2 separate regions of the Mus musculus genome follow, and region 1 is linked to region 2. The links are chromatin contacts, called in public Micro-C maps. All regions are on one chromosome and are shown on one strand. The core of a region is the stretch at or near the end of the contact, and the rest is flanking DNA. Distances in the headings are between cores, read along the strand shown. Region 1 has its middle 70 kb from the start of Gm36156. Region 2 overlaps Gm36038 (a long non-coding RNA gene).

The links. Hi-C and Micro-C count contacts between places; a contact is called where the count stands out from the background.
Region 1: a contact with region 2 is called in a Micro-C map of trophoblast stem cells, with 2.7 times the contacts expected there. The contact joins two enhancer-like sites. A contact is called at or near these places in 2 of 484 Hi-C or Micro-C datasets (liver and trophoblast stem cells) and 9 of 115 datasets of contacts at active chromatin or transcription factors (craniofacial prominence, embryonic forebrain, embryonic midbrain and 4 more).

The regions. Positions count from the first base shown.
Region 1 is chr2:172,731,824-172,736,577 of GRCm38.p6, reverse strand. No RefSeq gene overlaps it. Among named protein-coding and RNA genes, the nearest start is that of Gm36156, 70 kb to the right of the region's middle. Within about 2 kb of position 2,952, at least 13 of the 459 cell types and tissues checked have an H3K27ac peak or open chromatin away from gene starts, as enhancers often do. A contact at or near this core is called in trophoblast stem cells, where this site is marked.
Region 2 is chr2:172,599,906-172,605,119 of GRCm38.p6, reverse strand. The region is part of intron 2 of Gm36038 (a long non-coding RNA gene); the gene reads right to left. Among named protein-coding and RNA genes, the nearest start is that of Gm36038, 25 kb to the right of the region's middle. Within about 2 kb of position 1,524, at least 11 of the 459 cell types and tissues checked have an H3K27ac peak or open chromatin away from gene starts, as enhancers often do. A contact at or near this core is called in trophoblast stem cells, where this site is marked.

The DNA of each region.
Region 1 (4,754 bases), core at 1,703-4,202, 130 kb before region 2:
CTGCTTGGGAGGCTGAGGCAGGAGGATCACAAGTTTGAGATGTACTGGGGCTAAAGAGGGATTGTTTAAAGCCAGTCTAGGCAACTTAGTGAAACCTTGTATCAAAGTAAGAGAGTTGGGGATGTAGCCCAGTGGTTAGAGCTCTCACCACCCTGGGTCCCATCTCCCATACTGCAGAAAGAAGTGTCCCTTTGTGGGCTGGTTTTCCCACCTGGGTCAGTATTGGGTGGTATCACTGATCTGTTCAAGGAGACCCGTGAGTCTAGCACAGAAGCCACAGTGGCCAGTGCCCCCTCAGTGTCCGAAGGTTGTGCTGGGTGGGGCCAGATGGAGAATTGACTGTCACATCTAACTTTAACTCTGAGGATACCCTGGGCTTTGTGCAGACAGGAGTTACCGAGCTGCTGGCTCTGAGGTCATCACCAACCATGCTAATAAGTAAGGTGTCTTCAGACACAATGCTGTGCCCAGAGACTCACGGGAGAAGCCCTGCTTCCTGGGTTTAATGGAGGTCCCTTGCCCCTCCTGTCTCAGCCTGTCCCTTCCCTGTTAGAGGTGTGAAGAGTGTCAAGAGGAAGCCAGCTGTGACAAGGCCGAGATGAAGGAGCCATGGAAGCAGCCCGGGCAGATGTTCAGGCTTAGCTTCCATCATGAGCTGGCTGCGGGTGGTGCACACCTTGAATCCCAGCAGCAGCAGGACAGAAGTGGGTGGATCTGAAGGCAGCGTAGTCTACAAAGCAAGTTCCAGGACAGCCAGGGCTACTTAGTCGGATCACGTCTCAAAACAGTGGTGGGGGGAGGGGCTGAAGAATTGGCCCTGCAGTTAAGAGCACTTGCAATTCTTCCAGAGTTCCCAAGATCTGTCCCCCATACATACCCACCTCTGTAACTCTTGCTTCAGGGGATCAGATGCCTCTGGTCTCCTAGGCAACACCTGTACTCACATGCAGATAGCCACATGCAGACACACACACACACACACATCCCTACAACTTAAATAATAAAAAATAAATCTTAAAAGGAGAAGACTGAAACAGAGGCATTTAGACTACAAAAGGTGCACACCTTTAGCCAGAGCACTCAGGAGATGCAGACAGGAGGATCAAGGTTCAAGGCTAGCCTTGGCTACATGAGACCTTCTCTTAGAATAATGGAAAGATGGCACAGCAGTTAAGACCAGTAAGAGGACCCAAGTTGAGTTCCCAGAACCCACATGGTGCCTCTCACAGCCCCTGTAACTGTAGATCAAAGGCATCCAACACACTCTCTGGCCCTGGTGGACAACTGTGCTCAGGCATGCCCACACACTAAAAGGTGAATGCTGGGATACATGTTGAGGCAGGATGCTTGCCTAGCGTGTGTGAGGCCCTGTGCTCCACTACCACTGGGTGACAAATTCCTCTGTCTTCGAAGACCTTTATGGTGGTTTCTTCATAACCACCAGCTTTAGTGGAGTGGGTGGACTGCCCCCTTCATTCTCACCTTCGGTTCGTTGTAGAGGGCTTGTAGTCCACCCTGAGCTTGCGGTTTTACCACCATAACCTCATGATACTGCAGCGTTTCACGGAGAGGCGAACCAGCGGTGCTGTCTGAGGTGCGAGAACAGTCAACAGCAATCCCACGTCTCCAAGTTCAGCCTGTGTGGTCGAGGTCCTTATTCTGGTATTCTCGGAGCTATGGCTTCCTGGGGTCATGAGTGGCCACTGTCAGGAGCGTATACTCCTGGGGATAACAATGGACCACCCCGGCTTACTGACCTCTACCACGCATGCGAGTTTCCCCTGCCTTCTCTGCACACAGTGGCATTCTCCCTGAGATCCGGACATGGAAGGCAGGGAGTACAAGGAGCCAGGCTTGGTGTTTCTACTTCAGCAGTGTCACCAGATTAAATTCGGAACGCCGACTTAAATCTGAATTCCAAATAAGCAGTGTTTTATTTACTCTTTTGACGTGTAATGCTCAGGAAATACTTACTTGATACTCAGAATACAGGTCCTGTTTGTTTGTTTGTTTGGGATTTTTCCTAAAGTGGTTGAACCCCAAACCTGAATTAAACTATTCTCCAAAAGAAATTCTAAAAAACGGGATATCAACAGCTTTTGTCCCCTTACATATTAAACTGGCTTTAGTGGTTTGAGGTACACAAAACTGTCTTAATCTCTCATTTGGCTAGCATTGAACTGATGGCAACCCCCCTGTCTCAGCTTCTCAAGTGCTAGGATTACATATTGGAGTCATTATGCCTGAATCAATTTCTTCCCTCCCTCCCATTTTCCCTCTTTCTTTCCTAGCTTTCTGCCATCTTTTCTTCCTTTTGTTTGTTCGTTTTTGAGACAGTGGTTTTTCCTGTGTAGCCCTGGCTAACTAGCCTAACTCAGCTCTGTAGATAAGACTGACTTTGAACTCACAAATCCACCTACCTCTGCCTCCCTTGAATGCTGAAATTAAAGGCATTTGCCACTACTGCCCAGACTTTTCTTCCTTCTTGATATAGGATCTTGCCATGTAGCCCAGGCTAACCCCAGTACTGGAACCACAGGCAACTGTACCCAACTTAAAATGGCCTTTAGCTTGGTTTCTGAGAAGTTGGGGACCCCTTTGCCAGGTCTTCATCTGGCCTCTTTGTCCCTTCCCTTCTCCAACCTGAGACATTGCCTTGGCGAGCACCCCAAGAGGCTGAGCCTAAACGCCTCAGGGAATAAAGGCCCTCAACACAAACACACCCCTCCCCCACGGGATTTTCTCTCCAGTGTTTTCAGCATCTTACTACTTAAACGAAGAGTGGAAGGATACAATCGCCAGCTATCCTTGTCATTTTTGTTCTGTTTGATGCTTAATCAATGTCACTTGTAAGTGACATTAAAAAACATTCCTTGTCAGTCAGGAGTGCCTGCAGGCAAGAGCAACCTCCCTCAGACCTCAAAAGTAATTAAAGACAATCAACCAAAAATGCAAGGAGGCTGTAGGGACGGGATTCCAAACTCCACCCACATCTGCTTCAGGAGTGTTGTCCGAGGGAGCTGTTTACTATTAACCCTTACATGGCCAAGACTCTGGGAGACTAAAGCTGCGTGCGGAGCTGCTGGTTGTCAACACCCAAGCTCTCTGTCAAAGAAATAACAAAGAAATGATGTGTGTGTGTGTGTGTGTGTGTGTGAGAGAGAGAGAGAGAGAGAGAGAGAGAGAGAGAGAGAGAGAGGCAGAGAGAGAGGGAGAGAGGGAGAGGGAGAGAGGGAAGCAGAGAGAGAGAGGGAGAGAGGCAGAGAACCCCACCACCACCCACTGGGTGTTAGCAAATCATTTCCTTTCCTTTTTTTTTTTGTTGCGTTTGAGAATCACACTTTTGTAGCCCAGGCTGGTCTAGAACTCACTCTGTGGCTGAGGCTAGCTTGAAATTCTTGATCCTCCTGCCCTAGGCTCTGAAGTGCAGGTGTTACTAGCATGCGCCAACAAGCCCAGTGCGCACCCCACCCTTTAGTTTATTTCTGGTTCCTTTGAAGGATTTATGAACGTTGTGAGAATAGCAAGTTCACCGGTTTCCTTAAACCAACACAAACTGTATTTCCCTGAAGCCACAAAGTAAAGCCAGATCAAGATTGTAGCCGACGTTAGATACCTTAAAATATCCTTTTAGACATTAAAGTCTACAAAATGCCAAGCACAGATTCACGGTCCAGCTTTGTGTTGATACCCGAAACTACAGCTGGGACCATTGTCTTTTAGGGTGGAGATTAGCGCTGTTTCTGAGGAGGACCCATAGCTACTGGTAAGCTCACAGAAGGAAAGAAGTGTGTAGCTGGAGCAACTGGGGAATACAGTGTTCAGAGCCCTTCCTCTCCTCCCGGTTCCCCAATGATACAAAGTTAAAAGAAAGCAAACTGCAGCCGGCTGCTAGGAATACAGCCTGGAGAGCTGCGATGCTCAGAAGCCCTCAGTCCTGTCCAAAGATACAGCTAAAAGAAATTCTATCGCTGATGTTTGCCTGGAGTTTACGAGCCTCCGTATTGGAAGGCAAGGAACCAAGAGCCCGGGCTAACCCACGCCTGCATCGGTTTTGCTTACATTTTTTCTTTATTTATTTGAAGAGCTCTGATCTGAGATCTTGTTCGTTTCCAATACAATCCAGGCTGTACATTACTAAGACAGGGTGGAGATGACTAAGGAGCTTTGGATGAAGTCTGGGTTAAATAAGCCAGAGCAGGTGCATGGTCGCCACCGGGTCCTGGCTCCCAGGTGGAGGCAAGTGACTGACAGAGGGAGGTTAGTACCTCAGGGAGGGTTCTCCCTCATTCCTACAGCGTGAACACAGCTCAGAGCATCCCACTTAGGAGCAAAGAAATCCAGGGTCCCGCAGTACTAGGGATTTCTAAATTCAGGCTCAGTGGGGGACCCTCTCTGGTCTAAGGGAAATTCCATTCTGTATTCACCTGAGCTGTTTAGCCGTGGGGAGCACCTGTAAAGGTTTTTCAATACCTATCTGGTAATAAACTTGAGGAAGCCTGGTACCCACCAGGTTGTCAGGAAGGGGCAAACTGTGGAGAGCGAAAAGAAACCAGCCAGTGGCTAGTGACTATGGCTGTGGAGACTTGGACCCCACCCCCACCCTACCTCAGAGCGCAGTGTGTTCACTGTAAGGATCTGAGTAACTGATACCAGGTCCCATCTATGAGTCGAGAAGAAAGGCAGTTTTTAATATTAGATTTCGTTAATATTACATCATCTTTTGTGCGTGGATATGTACAGGTGTGTTGCGG
Region 2 (5,214 bases), core at 275-2,774:
ACACAAAACAAGCAAGCAAACAAACAAACCAAGACCACCACTAACAATAACAAACCCCTCCCCCATATATATATTATGTATGGTTCTTCAGGACAGGGTTTCTGTGTAGCTCTGTACACCAGGCTGGACTCAAAGTCACAGAGATGCACCTGTCTATGCCTTCCAGGTGCTGGGATCAAAGGCACGTACCATCACCTCCAGACAGATTTACTTTCATTTTATGTGTATGGATATTTTGCCTGTTGTATTTGCATCATATGTATGCAGTGCCCATGGAAACCAGAAGAGGGCATCAAATCCCCTGGAACTGGAGTTTGTAGCTTTAAGGGTGTGATGGGACTCAACTACAGGAGCTCGCCATTGCTGAGCCATCTCTCCAGCTCCCCAAATGCTATTTTAATGGTCGTGCACACCAGAGAAGTGGAGGCAGGAAGGCAAGGGGTTCAAGGTCCTCCTTGGGAACACACTGGACTGGGAGGAGATCTGGATTCCTTCTCTGGTCTTCAATACGTTGGACTTTGTTCCCTTCCCTCAACTTCCCCAACCAACCTTTAAACCAACCCATCTTCTGGAAGTGTTTTGTAGGCTAGGAGTCCAGCTCATGGGCAGAGCACTTGCCTAGCAAGTGTCAAGCCCTAGGTTCCATCCCTAGAACAAAAACAAACAAACAAAGCTAAAAAGGCTTTTCACACCTAAGCTAGCTGAAGCAGGTGAGTGTGGTTCATATCCTTGACTAAGATTGTGTCTAAAGTTGTAAAGTGGGCCCAGGTGGTGGTTACATGCCTTTGACTCCAGCACTTGGGAGGCAGAGGCAGGCAGATCCTGTGAGTTCGAGACCAGCCCGTTCTGAGTTGTATCTAAAGTTAACAACTGGGACACATAAAGAAAAGTTGAAAGCAGCAGATAATTGCAGGTCCATAGTGCAGGTGGACAGTGATGCCCTTTTCAGCCACATGAGACAGAGAATTATTTTCTTTACCCACGCCCCCGTGGTGCACAGTTTCTGTCGATTTACCATTGAACTTCACACAGCTCCTCTGGTTGGGCAGCTGAGAAATCCTAGCAGAAATCCTTTCAGTACCAAGGCAGGGCTGTGAGAGACTTGAGTTCTGAATGGCAGCTGCTGGCTCTGGCCTCTTTTTGGCTTGTGAGAGGGGGAAGAGCATCTCGAGTTTGCCTGCATTCTGGGGTAGGGAAGAATCTAGGAGGAGAGCTGACCAGGAACACAGGAGAGTCTCTGAAGAACATGCCACGGTTGGCACCAGAAATACCAGGTTACAAAGGGGGGAAATGCTAGCAGAGATTGATTCGCTCTGGGGTTCAGGGTGGCAAGCTGTGCGCGAGAGACTGATGAGGCCTGGGTTGAGAGGGAGCACAGACTTCAACCTGGCCAGCACCAAGCTGGCTCTCTTTGGGCCCTGGGTAGCTTCTGCTTCCAAAAGGAAATGTTTAGGGCAAGCCACTGCATGCTCAATGGACAGCCCTACTTTTGGCTCATCCAGGGAGGATGACTCAGACCCCAGTGGCTCTGATTTATTGCCTACAGAGCAGGGTTCCATGATGATGTGCGGGGCCTCATTGTGGAAAGCAGAATAACGAATTAACCATTCCAAGCGATCAGATCATTTAAACACACCCGGCTTCCCGCATGCAGGTGAAGCTGCCCAGCTTCCCGCATGCAGGCCAAGCTGGTGTCACCTCTGGAGCTCACCCCTGGGACGGTGCACTAGCCAAAGCCCACTCGTTCCCCCTGAGGTGTGGACTGGGGCTGCTCAGGCCATGTGGATCTGCAGGAGCCTCTTCCTCTCTCACTTCACAGCCACTGCCACAGTAACAGTGGACTCCATGTTGTATCTGCCTGTGTCTACAACCTGCACTTCCCAGAGGAAGATTACTGGGCACCCTGAGTACTCAGAGGCCACAGACCGCACATCTCAGAATGAATAGATGTTGACTAGAACACTGATACCCTCCCCTGCTATGGAGAATCAGAAACAGACTTAGCACAGGCTGTCACAATGAGCTAGTCATTAACAACATGGTTTGGGACCGCCACCTTCTCTTTGGGACCTGTATAAAAGGATCTATGCTTAGCCTTGTGGGTCTGAGCTCTTCAAAACCCTTGCTATGTTGCTATCTGTCTCTCTACGGTCTTAATAAATCCCTTACTCAAAAAGGCAGTCCGCCTTGCTGTTCCCTGTTGAACACTGAAATCTAAGGTCTTACATTCTGTCCTACTTAGCTTGAACTGTCAACTTGACTCAGCCTAAAGTCATCCCAGCAGGGAGTCTCAATTTAGGGATTTCCCAGATCAGATTGGCCTGTGGACATATCTGTAGAGTGCTGCCTAGATCTTTATTTTGACACAGGAGGCCCAGCCTACTGTGGGTGACACTATTCCCTAGGCATCTGATAGTAGGCTGTGTAAGAAAGCTAGCCAAGTAGCTAAAGAAATGGCTTAGCAGTTTAGAGCACTGGCCGCTCTGTCAGAGCGGTTCAATTCCTAGCATCCACACCATGGCTTACAACCTTTTGTCAGTCCAGTTTCAGGGAATCCACCGCTCTTTCTTGGCCTTATCAGAAACAAGGCACACTTAGCAGCACACAGACATACAGACACACATAAGGGCAAAGTGCTCACCGTACACACAAAATAAAATAAATACATTTTAAAATTTAATTGTACCTATTGTAATGCACTTGGGTGTTTTGACTGTATGCATGTCTGCACACCTGTGCACTCATGCCTGACACCTGTGGAGGACAGAGGAGGGCATGGGGCCCTCTGGTGCTGGAAATACAAATGGTGTGAACTGTCATGTGGGGTGCTAGGAACTGAGTCTGAGTCCTCCACAAGAGGAGCTAGGGCTCTTAACTGCTGAGCCATCTCTCCTGCCCCAGTAAATGATTTTGGGAAAAAGGAGGTTTCCAAAACTGAGTCAGTGAGCAAGCCAGGAAGCAGCCGTGGCTTCTGCTCTCAAGCTCCTGACTGACTTCCTGTCCTGACCTTCCTCAATGATGAACTATGGCCTAGAAGGGTTAGCCAAGTAAGCCCTTTTCTCCCAAGGCTACTCCCAGCCAGAGTGCTGTATAACAGCTGAGTGAACCTGAGCACACTGCACACCTGGCCTGGGACTCACACAGAGACCAGGCCAGTCTCAAACTTAAATCCCCCTGCCTCAGGTCTCTATTCTCAAAGCCCACACCGGGGGGTTGGAAATGTGACATTATCTCACCAAAGTCCTACTTTCTGCTTTCCCATTCAAGTTACCTCAGCCTCGTAACAAAAAGTCACACTCGCAGGGGTCAATTCACAGCCGAGTCTACTGACATCAGGTGGCTGCTGGCTGTGGTGGCCATTCAGTTGGTAGAGTGCTTGCTTAGCATGCTGGGAACCCTGGGCTTCTACACAGTGGTGTATAAACTGGGCATGGTGGCGCATTCCTGCAACCCTGGAACTCAGGAGGTGGAGGCAAGAGGATGAGGAACTTGAGGCCAACCTGGACCTAATAAGACCCTGTCTCAAAACAACAACAACAACAACAACAACAAAAACCTCCAAACTTACTTAAATCATGATATGATCCCACTTCAGTCTGGAGAAATAACTCATATGGAAGCCATCTGAATACCCCTCAGGGGCCAGCTCAGCCCAAGTCAGGAGAAGGTGTCTCCCATCCACAATGTCCTGTGAGTGGAACGTGACCAGGAGAACCCTGAGGGCAACACTCCTAGACCAGGTAGACCACGTCCATGTCTGTCTTAGAGTGAGCCCTGTGGTCCTCTGGGTCTCAACAGTGTCTAATTCTTGCACACATACACCAGCCGGGAGAGGGATGTTTAGAGTTGTCATAGCTGAGGGAGGAGGGGTGAGTGGTTCCTCATGAATAGTTAGGGATGCTCCACATCCTCACAGGATGGTCCCCACCAAGTTATCTAGACAAACTGATGGTTTATACATGCTCGGCCCAGGGAGTGGCATTATTTGAAAGTGTGGCCTGTTGGAGTAGGTGTGTCATTGTGGGTATGAGCTATAAGACCATCCTTCTAACTACCTAGAAGCCAGTCTTCCACTAGCCACATTCAGATGAAGATGTAGAACTCTCAGCTCCTCCTGTACCATGCCTGCCTAGACGCTGCCACATTCCTGACTTGATGATAATGGACTGAATCTCTGAACCTGTAAGCCAGCCCCAATTAAATGTTGTCATATAGTGGCCTTGGTCATGGTGTCTGTTCACAGCAGTAACACCCTAACAAAGACACAAAGGTCAACAGAACCCCGGGTTAGAAGACCTGCTTTGGTTGTGATAGGTCTCAGAAAGAAGATAATACAACCTGCTGAACAGCCAACTCTCCACAGAGCCAAATCTCAGAGAGCCGCAGCTGGCCACAGGGCAAAGAATTTCCACCCACTATGGCCTTGCCAGAGGACACTGTGAAGTGTTCATTAAGAATGCCTTAGCATGGTTTACGTGACAAGGGCTTTCTCTCTCCCATAAAGGAATCGCTAAGATAAGTGATAGTTTCATTCATTGTTCCTCAACAACAGAGGCTCTTTGCATCTTCCAACTTCTTCCTCCTGTCGCAGGCAGTGGCCTGGCCAGTCGGTGTCTCACTCAACAGTGTCTTAAAAACTGGGTCGGTGAGATGGCTCAGTAGTTAACAGTGTTTTCTCCAAGCCTGATAACCTGAGTCCAATCCCTGGGACCCCATGACCAAAGGAGAAAAATCTCCTGTAAATTGTCTTCTGATCTCCGCATACATACTATAACATATGTATGCCACACACATACATTCAGAGTAAATAAACAAATGCAAAATAAATCAAGAAAATCACAGTAACCCAAGTCAGACACGCTGGACCATGTCTGTAGTCCCGAGACAGGAGGGCTGGAGGCAGGAGGATTCTTATAGAAGACTAGTCTGAGTTACATAGTAAGCCTCAAAAACTCTGAAGCCAACCAGCCAATCTCTGCAGCAGAGGAGATGGGTGACCTTATGAGCCCCTTTCCCATTGCCAGAGAGGAAACTCTCCAGGCCCCACCCTTGGGTCTCTGACCTGTGCAGAGAGAAACTTCTTGGCCCCTGGAATTCTGGAGAAAGTGGATTTTGGCATGTGTCCTTTCTGCTAGAAGAGGAGGCTTTTTTTTTTTTTTGACATGAACTAAGAGGAAGAAGCTCTGGCAGCTTTTGTGAACCGGCCACCTGCTC